Linked DNA regions of Sus scrofa: all the other regions are linked to region 1. A link is a contact called in public HiChIP or PLAC-seq data. All regions are on one chromosome and are shown on one strand. Each heading gives the region's core, a stretch centred on a gene start, on an enhancer-like site or on the middle of the called end of the contact. The rest is flanking DNA. Distances are from core to core; before and after follow the strand shown. Region 1 has its middle 83 kb from the start of UBASH3B. Region 2 has its middle 5.3 kb from the start of CRTAM. Region 3 overlaps UBASH3B (ubiquitin-associated and SH3 domain-containing protein B).

Evidence for each region. HiChIP or PLAC-seq counts read pairs in DNA pulled down with a chosen protein or histone mark.
Region 2: a contact with region 1 is called in an H3K27ac HiChIP or PLAC-seq map of alveolar macrophages. The contact joins two enhancer-like sites. A contact is called at or near these places in 3 of 5 promoter capture datasets (fetal liver, fetal skeletal muscle and liver) and 1 of 2 datasets of contacts at active chromatin or transcription factors (alveolar macrophages).
Region 3: a contact with region 1 is called in an H3K27ac HiChIP or PLAC-seq map of alveolar macrophages. The contact joins two enhancer-like sites. A contact is called at or near these places in 7 of 47 Hi-C or Micro-C datasets (alveolar macrophages, epiblast stem cells, fetal heart ventricle and 4 more) and 2 of 2 datasets of contacts at active chromatin or transcription factors (alveolar macrophages and skeletal muscle).

What each region holds. Positions count from the first base shown.
Region 1 is chr9:49,546,067-49,549,621 of Sscrofa11.1, reverse strand. No RefSeq gene overlaps it. Among named protein-coding and RNA genes, the nearest start is that of UBASH3B, 83 kb to the left of the region's middle. Within about 2 kb of position 1,986, at least 12 of the 83 cell types and tissues checked have an H3K27ac peak or open chromatin away from gene starts, as enhancers often do. A contact at or near this core is called in alveolar macrophages and retroperitoneal adipose tissue, where this site is marked.
Region 2 is chr9:49,775,057-49,778,611 of Sscrofa11.1, reverse strand. No RefSeq gene overlaps it. Among named protein-coding and RNA genes, the nearest start is that of CRTAM, 5.3 kb to the left of the region's middle. Within about 2 kb of position 1,616, at least 2 of the 83 cell types and tissues checked have an H3K27ac peak or open chromatin away from gene starts, as enhancers often do. A contact at or near this core is called in alveolar macrophages, where this site is marked.
Region 3 is chr9:49,716,987-49,720,541 of Sscrofa11.1, reverse strand. All of the region lies in intron 1 of UBASH3B (ubiquitin-associated and SH3 domain-containing protein B), which reads right to left. Among named protein-coding and RNA genes, the nearest start is that of CRTAM, 63 kb to the left of the region's middle. Within about 2 kb of position 1,996, at least 17 of the 83 cell types and tissues checked have an H3K27ac peak or open chromatin away from gene starts, as enhancers often do. A contact at or near this core is called in alveolar macrophages and retroperitoneal adipose tissue, where this site is marked.

The DNA.
Region 1 (3,555 bases), core at 737-3,236:
ATGAGTACAGACATGTATTCAGATCCAAAGACCTAGCTACCAAAATAAGCCAATATTACTACATGACTTAAAAAATAAAATTAACAATGTTAATGGTAGGATCTAAATGACAGATCTACTCATATTCACTCTAACATTCTTTTAACTAAATTGTAGGTTTAAAATTTTTCATAATACATCATGGAAAAAAATGACCAATGTCTAGACCTCTGTTTGCTGTAACAGAATACCATGAACGGGATGGCTTAAACAACAGGAATTAATTCCTCACAGTTCTGGAGGCTGGTAGTTCAAGATCAAGATGCTGGCAGATTTGGGATTTGGTGAGAGAGAACACACTTCCTGGTTCACAGGTGGCTGTCTTCCCTCTGTATCCTCATGTGATGGAAAGGGTGAGGGAGCCCCAGGCCTCTCCTATCAGGGCACTAATCCCCTTCATAAGGGCTCCACCCTCATGAAATAGCCACACTAAAGGCCCCACCTCCTAATATTACCATATTTGGGATTAGGACTTCCCTTTTGGTGGTGGAGGGCACAGATCTTCGGTCTACAGCAGCCTCACTCCCCAGAATTCTGATTTAATTTGCCAAAAAGTCCTGAGTGTTCACATTTTATAAGGCTCCCTGGGGCTGTGAGGATGGGAAATGGCCAGCAGAGCGGACCAAGCCTTATAGAGCTGTGTTCTCCCATCACTTTTACTTCTCTGCACAGAATCTTCCTTCCCACTTGCTGCCCAACTTTCTGATTTTTTCCCCCTAATAGATGCAGCAGCTGAATGTGAACCGCATCATTTCCCCTTGGTCCCCTTCTGCTCACAGATGTTGTCATCCTCCCAGTTGAAATTTAGGTCTGATCTGTGGCCTTTCAGTTTGTATTTATGTCATTTGTACTGTCTTATAGTCACTGATATAAAGGCTCCACACCTGCCTGCCTTTGCTCATGTAGTTTTCTCACTTCCAGAAATTTCTTCTACTTGTTCTCCCAAAACAACTCCATTCTAAATTATCGTGCATGTGGAGCTTAGGGCCGTTCCCTAAGGAATACTGAACATTGAGTTCGGGATAATGTGAATGAGGTCTTTACATCAGCCACCGGCAACAGTGATAATTAGGAAGAGAGGAGAGGGGAGGAGAATGGTACTAACGGGTTCTGAAGCTGACAACGGGAAGAGGCCCAGGAGGAGAGGCAGGAATAGACTCCCAGAGGCAGTGTAGGATATTGGAAGGAATCTGGGCAGAGGTCAGTACACTGTGTCTACTGTGTCCCAGTCTGTGCTCTTCTAGGAGATACTCTGGACCATCTACCTGATGTCTCCAGGATACAGTTGCATCATTTGGAGAATATGGGATTTGAACCAGATGACCTCGAACTCACATCTAATCATTTGGAAGTTCTGCAATTCTGACAGAGGCTTATTTAACTCTAGGATCTGAGAGGGAGAGGCTATTATTCGTCCTTTTCACATTATCATACATTAATTCCTTTAGGGTGCTTTCTCAGAATCTGATGTAGCCTGACACTGAAGGAAATTGAGTTTGGATGGGAAGGTAGGAACAGAGCGTGGAATTTGGAAGCATGAGGATGTTTTTTAAGGAAAGGGGATGAAGGCCCACACGAGGGCACTGGTGAGGTTCCATTATCCTCTTTTAAGGGATGGGAAACAAGATCAAGAAACATTAAAATGTCACCTGGCTAGCAAGGGAGGTGGTCTGAATTTGAACCCCAATCTGTTCAATCCCAAAGTGTAGTAGAGGGGTGATTTGGGAAGTGAAAGTAAAACGCAGAAGGAAGGAAGGAAGGAAGGAAGGGGGGCGGGAGGGAATGAGGAAGACAGGGCTGACCCTGGGTATTCTGAATAGTCCCTCAGGCCAAACTGAAATAGGGAAAAAAATGATACTGTTTTTTTCCATCCTCTGCACCCACAGATGTCCCTGAGTTCTTTCCTAGGCTCTGTGGTCTTGGCCTAGGACAAGGAAGTGATGACTTTAGCAAGATGTTCTCAGGAAGACGTGGGCCTTTTTAGACAGCCAGTCAGTTCCTCCTACGACAAAGCATTGGGGGGAGAATCCAAGATTTACTCAGATTTTTGAAATGGGGGATTTTAAAGAAAGTTGACCACATGCGATGGCTGAGTCTCTTGCTCAGATAACAGTGAAGCCTTAGGGTAGTGCTTTGGCTCTAAGGGTGCACAAATAGTCCGCTGTGATAGTCACTGGATCTGCAAGGCAGCAGAGACTATTTAGGTCCTCACGGACCTACCATTTGGGCAAGCCAGTAACCGGAAGTCAAAGGTCTGCCGATACACTGACTGCTAGGTTCCGGCAGGCCTGACCCTATCAGGTACTGGTGGGGCCAGAAGATCGGTGTAATAAAGTGTCGTGTAAAGTCCTCAGGTGTGTTACATAAACAGAAAGGTCTTGTCTGCAAAAATCTACAAAGAATCAGCTCGCACACACCACTGGGTGGCAGTATGGCGCTCCTCTTTGTTTCTAGTTAGTGGCTCTATTTTCCTGGACCTAAGGTATCAGATTCCATTCCATTACACCAACTACATTTTCCTCCTTCCCTCCCTCCCCGAGCGTCCCTGTCCTGAGCTTCAGGTGTGTGTGTGTGGAGGGGGGGTTGCTGGTGGGGGTTGGAGTTAGAAGGGAGAAGGATAAATATTTAGGATCAATTATGTCCCCTCTTTTCCTAACATCATCAGCTAGGTTAGGTCTTTGTTTTATTAATAGAGATTTATAATGAATAATATTTTTTAAAAGATGGCAAGCCTAAACACAACACCATGGGGGAAGTTCATTTCTAGGCTGAAATGTAAAATACCTCTGTTCAAAATACTCCTTGCGGGAAGATTCTAAAAAGAGGAAACAAGATATTTTTTGAAAGATGAACGGGTGATTTTTGCCTAGGGAGAATGGGCAGAGGCAGCAGAAGGTGGAGCCTTGCGAAGCCAAGTGTAGAGCTGCTCTGCCATCTGGTGGACAAAGTGGCACCTGACGTTTGTAAACTCCATACATAGTTTCCAGACTTTTAGATTTTTATGAATTACAAAATAAGAAAAACAAGGCAAACAAAAAATCCCAGAAGAATCTCGAATAAATAAAGTCAGATCATGGTTGCAACTTTTTTTTTATTTTGCTAAGCAATATTTTAAAAAAATCCAACATCTGTGGTTACCATTATCTTGAAGGACAATAATTCACAAAGAGTTTCAGAAAAATAAAAGGGCAGCCTTTTTTTTTTTTTTTGTCTTTTTTAGGGTCGCACTGTGGCATATGGAGGTTCCCGGGCTATGGGTCTAATTAGAGCTGTAGCCCCCAGCCTACGCCAGAGCCACAGCAACGTAGATCCCAGCAACATCTGTGACCTACACCACAGCTCAGGGCAACGCCAGATCCTTAACCCACTGAGTGAGGCCAGGGATCGAACCTGCAACCTCATGGTTCCTAGTCGGATTTGTTTCCACTGCACCACGATGGGAACTCCAAAGGGCAGCCTTTTTAATTGCATATTTAGCTTAATGAAAATATCACATTTTCTTATTCTTACAATTTT
Region 2 (3,555 bases), core at 367-2,866, 230 kb before region 1:
TGTACTTAATTGACAATAAGTGTTTGGCTTTATTTCTGGGCTTTCTATCCTGTTTCATAGATCCATGTGTCTGTTTTTGTGACAGTACCATACTATTTTGATTACTGTAGCTTTGTAGTTTAGTCTGAAGACCATAGTTATTTTAAAATAGCTTTATTGATATAATTGGCATAATGAACTGTACATATTTAAAATATACAATTTGATAAATTTTGATATTTACATATACCCATGAAAGCATCACAATCAAAATATTGAAAATATCCATCATCCCCCAAATTTTCTCCTGCCTGTTGTAACCCTCTCTCCCATCCCTCTCCATCTCCCCTCTTCAAGCAACCACTGATCTGCTTACTGTCATTGTTCTTATGTGGCATGATTATTTTGAGTTTCTTGTGTCATGAGTTCATTCCTTTCTATGCTTGGGTGGTAGTTCATGATATGAATTTACCACAGTTTATTTGCCCATTCACTTTAGAGGGACTTCTGGGTTGTTTGCTATAGGATAGTGTTAAATAATTGTTTATTAAATTGCATCAGTTGTAGTGAAACTTTAAATATATGGGGAACTTTCTATGTTCCCACATCAGCTTCTTGTGGTAATCCATTTCAGAGAAAAATTAGTAAGAGTGGTTAAAGTAAATGCTTGTCCTGGGAGTTCCCGTCGTGGCGCAGTGATCCACTAATCCGACTAGGAACCATGAAGTTGCTTGTTCGATCCCTGGCCTCGCTCAGTGGATTATGGATCTGGCGTTGCTGTGAGCTGTGGTGTAGGTCGCAGACGTGGCTTGGATCCCGCGTTGCTGTGGCTATGGTGTAGGCCAGTGGCTACAGCCCCAATTAGACCCCTAGCCTGGGAACCTCCATATGCCGTGGGAGCGGCCCTAGAAAAGGCAAAAAAAAAAAAAAAAAAAAAAAAAAAAGTAAATGCTTTTCCTTAATTGACACCTGTGGTGTACACTCAGGTATTCTACCCAGATTCTCCCTCCATCTCTGGGAGGCTGGTTAGTTGGGTCCTTCTCTGAGAATTACCCTCAGTGGGGAGAAGCATTTTACCCAAGTCACACCTCCTCCATGGGACCCCCAAGAGGAGTTGAAAGGCCCTGTACCCTTGCCCCCAGGTAGAGTAACTGTGAAGGGAAATGGCCCAGCTCCAGAGCTCCCCTTGGGGTCAGAATTAGCTGAGGCCTTTGTTATGACAGCATCCCCATTCAGCTTCTCTTTCTGTCCCATCACAAGTGTTTTCCTGAGAGCATGGCTATCAGTTCCTACACACAAATCTCTGTCTCTGCATCCTTTTCCCAGGGAAACTGACCCACAACAGCACCTGAAACAGGTTGTCAAATGAGTGAGTGAATGAACAATAATGAACTCTCCATCTGAGATGGAAACAGGGCCCTTTTTTTCGGAGCCTAAAAGGCTGCTTGTCTTATAATTTTTTTCAGAGCATTCAAGATCTTGCTTTAAATTACCCTCTGGGAGATAATGAGTGTATCTTATTCCCCCACAGATGTGCTGTCAACTGTTTGCAAGCCTTGAGAAATGTCACAATAGTCCACTGGACCCAGATGACAAATGGTCCGTGGGGGAAATGCTGCAAGGCAGCTTTGGGTGACATGCCCTTGTGGTTTGCATGGTCCTTCCTACTCTCATCGCCTTCACTTCAGCCTGCAGCCCACAGAGGAGCTCAGCAGGGGAAGGCAGCAGATTGTGGCTGCTTAGCGAATGGAGGGGAAAGATGAGGTTGGAGAGTAGTGGTCAGGGAGTGACCTTCTACATATTTTCTAATGGAAAAGTGTCTACTGACCCCCTTGTATGTGAAAGGTCTCACTGCTGATAGCCAATTTGTCACTTTGCTCCCCATTTCATGAAGTCCCCATGGTATGTTTTCGTACTCACAGGAGTAGCATTTGTTGGGGTGGTGGTGATGGGACAGGTTTTAGAGAAATAAACATCACGCCCCTGGTCATCCTAGATTGTCGAGGGGAAAAAATTCTGAAAAGGAGATCTAGTAAGTAGGCGAAGGATGGACTGTTTTAAGGGTCAGAAAAATAGGGGATTTCCCCATGTGTAGAAGCCCCTGGGGTTTTTGCTGCAAGGACAAGAGGTGCCTAAACATTCTTCTTAACCTTTCACAGCTCCTGTGAAACCTCTGTGGCCTTTCCCAAAGCCAGCACAAGAGGTGGCCCAGCCTGCATTTCCCAGCAGATGCAGGCCAGCCGGTTCACACCATGTTGGGATTCTCTGAGCACTGCTATAGACCTACACAGAGGGGTTGGGGAGTTTCCAAACCAGAGCAGCAGCCTCTGGTTACTAGGTACTGAGTGAGACAAAGGCTGCCTATGGGCAGCAAAACTTAGTGGGATGAGTAAGGGGTGGGAGGTGGACAGACCCAGGCTTGTCACTTGGGCCCCGAGCAGACGCCTTGTCTCCTGGCAGCCACGTCTTCATCTGTCAAATGGGGAGGGTCATTACAGCATAAGGGGAGGTACGAATCCAGCACACTCTCCAATGTGCCCAGCATGGTGGCATGTGCTCCATACATCCTTAGATGTCAGGTGGCTGGGGCAGCATTTTGTCCCCATAGGAACCGCAATAGGTTAGATGTGCTGGAAAAGGAAAGGGCCCCCTAAGCTTTTGTTCTTCAGGCTTCTTGCTGAAACTTCTATAATCAAACAGGTCATTCTGAAAACAGAGCCCATGTAAGAGCTGATTTCAGAAGGAAATGGACCTCAGGGCAGCAATTGCAGCTTCAAGTCTTGGCTCACAATTCTCCCAGGATGACTGACACACACCCTCCGGGGGGTGGGAGGGGCCTTCATGTACAAACAAGGAACCCAGGTCTCCCCTTGTGCCTCAGTGTTCTGTTCTGTTCTGGAAGGTCTTAAAAACTTCTATAAAAAATATATTTCAAACTATTAGTCCAGGCTCTGGAGCCAGGCTGACATGGCTGGAATTCAGCTCCAAGAAATCCAGCCAGGTGACCTTGGGCAGGTTGTTGAATCTAAGACTCAGTTTCCTCTTTTGTCAGCTGGGAATAATAATTGTTGAGAAGATGCGAGAAATTTACACAGGTAAAGTACTTAGAGGAGTGCCTGGTAGGGATAAGCCCTCACTAAATGCTGGCTGTCGCTTTGCCAGCTACTGGACACCACTGATCCATTCATTTGTTAGGCTGTGGGAATGGTTTCTAGGCTGGACTCTGCCACAAAAATCCAAACAAAATCCAAATATTTCACCATGGCCGACAATAGAGATGGGCAAACTTTTTCTATAAAGCACTAAGTAGTGAATATTTCGGGCTTTGCAGGTCTTCTGTGCTCTTGTTCTCACCCCTGCCTTTGTATCGGAGGCACAGCTGGAGGCAAGATGGTCATGGCGAGCCTGGCTGTGTGCCAATGAAGCTTTATTAGAGAGTCTGGATTTCCTATAATTACTGAGCTGTGTCCTGAAATAATAGTCTTCTTTTGATGTTTTTCAGGCATTTGAAATTATAAAAACATTCTTAGCTGGTGGGCCAGACCAACACAGGCTGTGGGCCAGATTCTGCCAGTG
Region 3 (3,555 bases), core at 747-3,246, 170 kb before region 1:
AGTTGAAACTGGATGATCTGATTCCTTTGTCATGAATATATCCTCATCTCACTCCTGCCACCATTTAAACCTGATTTAGGCTGTTACATGGCCAAAAGTCATAGCTTGGTACTTAAGGGAGGGGTTGAACAGAGTGGCCAGGACAGACTCAGAGTCACAGAGTGGGGCTGGAATCTGCAACTTCCCTCTCTAGATGCCAGACCCCACGTAAGTGACCTAACCTCTCTGAGCTCGTTCCCTGGGTAACAAAAGCTCATTCCAGGGCTCTGGTACAGGTATGTGAAATGGCAAGAAGGAATGGCAAGTTCAAGGTCTGCATTCCTCCACCACTGGCTCCCTCTCCACCCCTGCCGACTGCCCTTCCCAACTTTCTCCAACTCTCAGGTTAAGCCTGGTCTGGAATTCTCCTGGACAGAACAGTTCTTGGCTGATGCCTGAGAGGTTTACGCTGCAGCTAAAATCCCAGGAAATTCTACCCTCCCTGTTCCAGCGCAGTGAGGCGGCTGAGAGGTCAGGTTCAATTTCCTGATGTGGCTTACTGCTTCCCCTTTCACGGGGCATGGGGGAGGTGGGGGGGCACTTTCTATATCACAAAGGACTTGAGCAAACACGCTGGGAAGTGAGAGTGGTCCCAGCTCTCCGGGCAGCCTCCTGTCTGCTGCTGGCCCGACTCCCGCCCCCAAGACCATCACCCCTTTGTCGTGTTGTCTGATCCCCTGGGCCTCAGTTCCCAGAGCTCAGAGAATGAGGCAATACCCCCTTGGGTGGGCAGAAAGCACAGTGCCACCCTGGGGACCTTAGGAAGCCTCGTCAAAGGAGGGTTTAGGGTTTTTTGTTTGTTTTTTCTTTTTTTTAAAAAAAAACAAGGTCTTATTTTCCCATTAAATTTCTGGGAGCTGGGAGCCCTTCCACCTCACAAGCCCTCCTCCCTTGATGCTTTAGGAGGAAAGGGAACAGGAACCAGAAGTCAATCAGTAATTTTATTTTATGGATAGAAAAATACAAACCATTCGTCCAGTATCCCATGCATAGCCTGGAATAGCTAGATTTATCAGATGTCTGCTAATACCTAGGACCACGATGGGCCCCTCTGAGCATGATGACGTGTGTATGTTTGTTAAGTGTGTGTCCAAGATCACAAATTCTGCTGACGGTATAGGTATTAAGATATGATATTTAGGATGCTTACAGAATTTCAGGCCTTGGAGATCAATCCTCTCGTGTGGCAGATGAGGAACTAAGACCGCCCAGGTAAACGACAGGCACAGGACGCCAGGTGTCCTAAGTCCCCAAGCTGTGCTCTTGGCACATCACCAGGCTGTGTCTCTGGCTTTTTGGCTTAGACTGTGCTGCTCGATGTCCTTTTGATCTCGCAACACTTCTTGAGCTCCAGGCAGGTGCTCCTGTGCTGAGAGGCTTCTCCCCTCTGTGCGGTCTTGGGTCCTACTTCCTTCTTGGACCTCCTCCCACAGCTGCCCCCGGCCTTACCACAGCCCTCCACACTGAGGCGCTACAGCCTTGGAGAACAGCTCCAACCACCCCCGATGTGAAGGGAGCAGAGTCTGCAAAGAGCCAAACGTGCCCCCTTCCTGGGATGCAGGAAATAAGTGGGGTGCGAGGGGAGGAGGCGGGGAAGGAGGAAGTGTCAGGTAACCATCTTACTTAATCCTCAGGGCACGTCTTTTAGGTGTTTTGCAAGATGGGGAAGCAGAGGCTTAGAGAGAGAGAGGCAGAGCATTAGGCTTAAACTTACAAACGTGCAAGCTTAAGAATCCAATCCAGTTACTGGCTCCAAGGAGCAAGACGTGGTCCTACATTTCCGATTCACAAAGAGTACCTGACTTAGCTCTCTGTGGCTTTCAAGGCCAAGCGTGCCTAAGAATTTTTCACACCATTTATTTTTACTGCCACATTCAAATGTCACCCCTGACTGCGGTCGGCCTGGATTCCTCTCAGGCCAACACATGGTGATCTTATGTCACAATGCAGGGCTTGATTCTTTCTGTCCTAATTAACTGAGGCTCTTCCTTAACCAGCTCGTGAGCCAGCTGCCTAGGAACCCTGTGTCCTGTGTCCCTTGCCCTCCACCACTGGACTGAGGGCAGAGTCTAACTTCTCCATTCCATAGGGCAGGGAACTGAGGCTTGGAGAGAAAAACGACTTCCTGAAGGTCACGGTGAGTTGGTGCAGAGCTAACTTAGAACCCAGGACTCACAAATTATTGTCATGTACATGACTCCAACCCATCACTTCTTCCCACCGCTTTGACTATCCATTGGGTGCCCCCGGGAGAAGGGCTGAGCTGGGGGGACAGCCAATTCTGGTCTGTGGCTCTATCACTGTGTGATCCTGAGCAAGTCTCTGACCTTCCTGGGATCGTGGAAAACGGAAAGGGCTTAGATGGAGCTCAAAGTCCCCTTCCAGTTCCAATGGCCCATGTGTTATGTGTCCTGTGGGTTCTCTTCTCCTTCCTCACACTGGGGGAGGCAGCTGGGCTGTTTCCATTCCCCAGGATGACAGTGAGAGGTAAAACAGAAGAGCCAGATGTGGCCTGATGAGGAAGGGTAGCCTGGCGAGGTTGGGGGAGGGGGGCCATGGAGACTCCTCAGGGGCAATGACACTGGATAGCAAAGCAGGAGTCACACTTACAAACACCCAAAGCAATGGAAAGCGGCCCTCCCTGCAGGTGGCAGCCTCCAGCCTCACTCTGCTTCACCCAGTGGGAAGGAACCATATTCTCTCTAAGCCAAGCGTGCTCGGTCTGACCCCGTCAGCGGCTCTCCCAGATGAAACACAGGTTGGGGGTCCTCCAATTGCTAGTCTGTGTTCAGTAGTGTAGTTAAGACCCAAAGAGAACGACTCTCCAGGAAAGTGAGGAGCCATTTTTGGCTTCTCAGGGAGACAGCGTCCTTGAGGACAAGAGAGAGGGTCCATTGCCACTTCTGGGGTGGCCGCCATATGCTAGAAAGGCAGCCTCCACTATTCTGAGGAAAAGATTAATTTCATCCTGTAGTTTGTCTTTCTTAGCAAATGAGTGTAAATGTGGAAATCCCCTCACTATTGCCATCAACTGTGCTGGCCAATATGCTCGCCACTAGCCACATGCGAAATAAAACTAAAAATTCAGTTCCTCATCACGCTGGCTGCGTTTAAGGTGCTGGTGGCTACCATGCTGGCCGGATAGATACAAACATTCTCACCCCCACAGAGTGCTGAGGGGACAGGGACACACTAGAATATAAGCTCCCCAAGAGCAAGAATGTGGCCTTGTTCATTTCTAGACCTCAAGTCCCTGGAGAGGGGTCTGGCACACACTTGGCACTTAATTAACAACTTTTTTGGGAGGAGGGGCCATGCCCACGGCACACAGAAGTTTCCAGGCCAGGGATCAAAACCGCACCACAGCAATGACAATGCCGGATCTTTAACCCACTAGGCCAGCAGGGAACTCCTTGAATGCATTTATTGAATTCGCAGTTAGGCAGGTTTGATAGGGCAGAGAATACAGTTGTGATGGTATGGTGATAATAGCAACTCAAAGTTACACGTCAGACT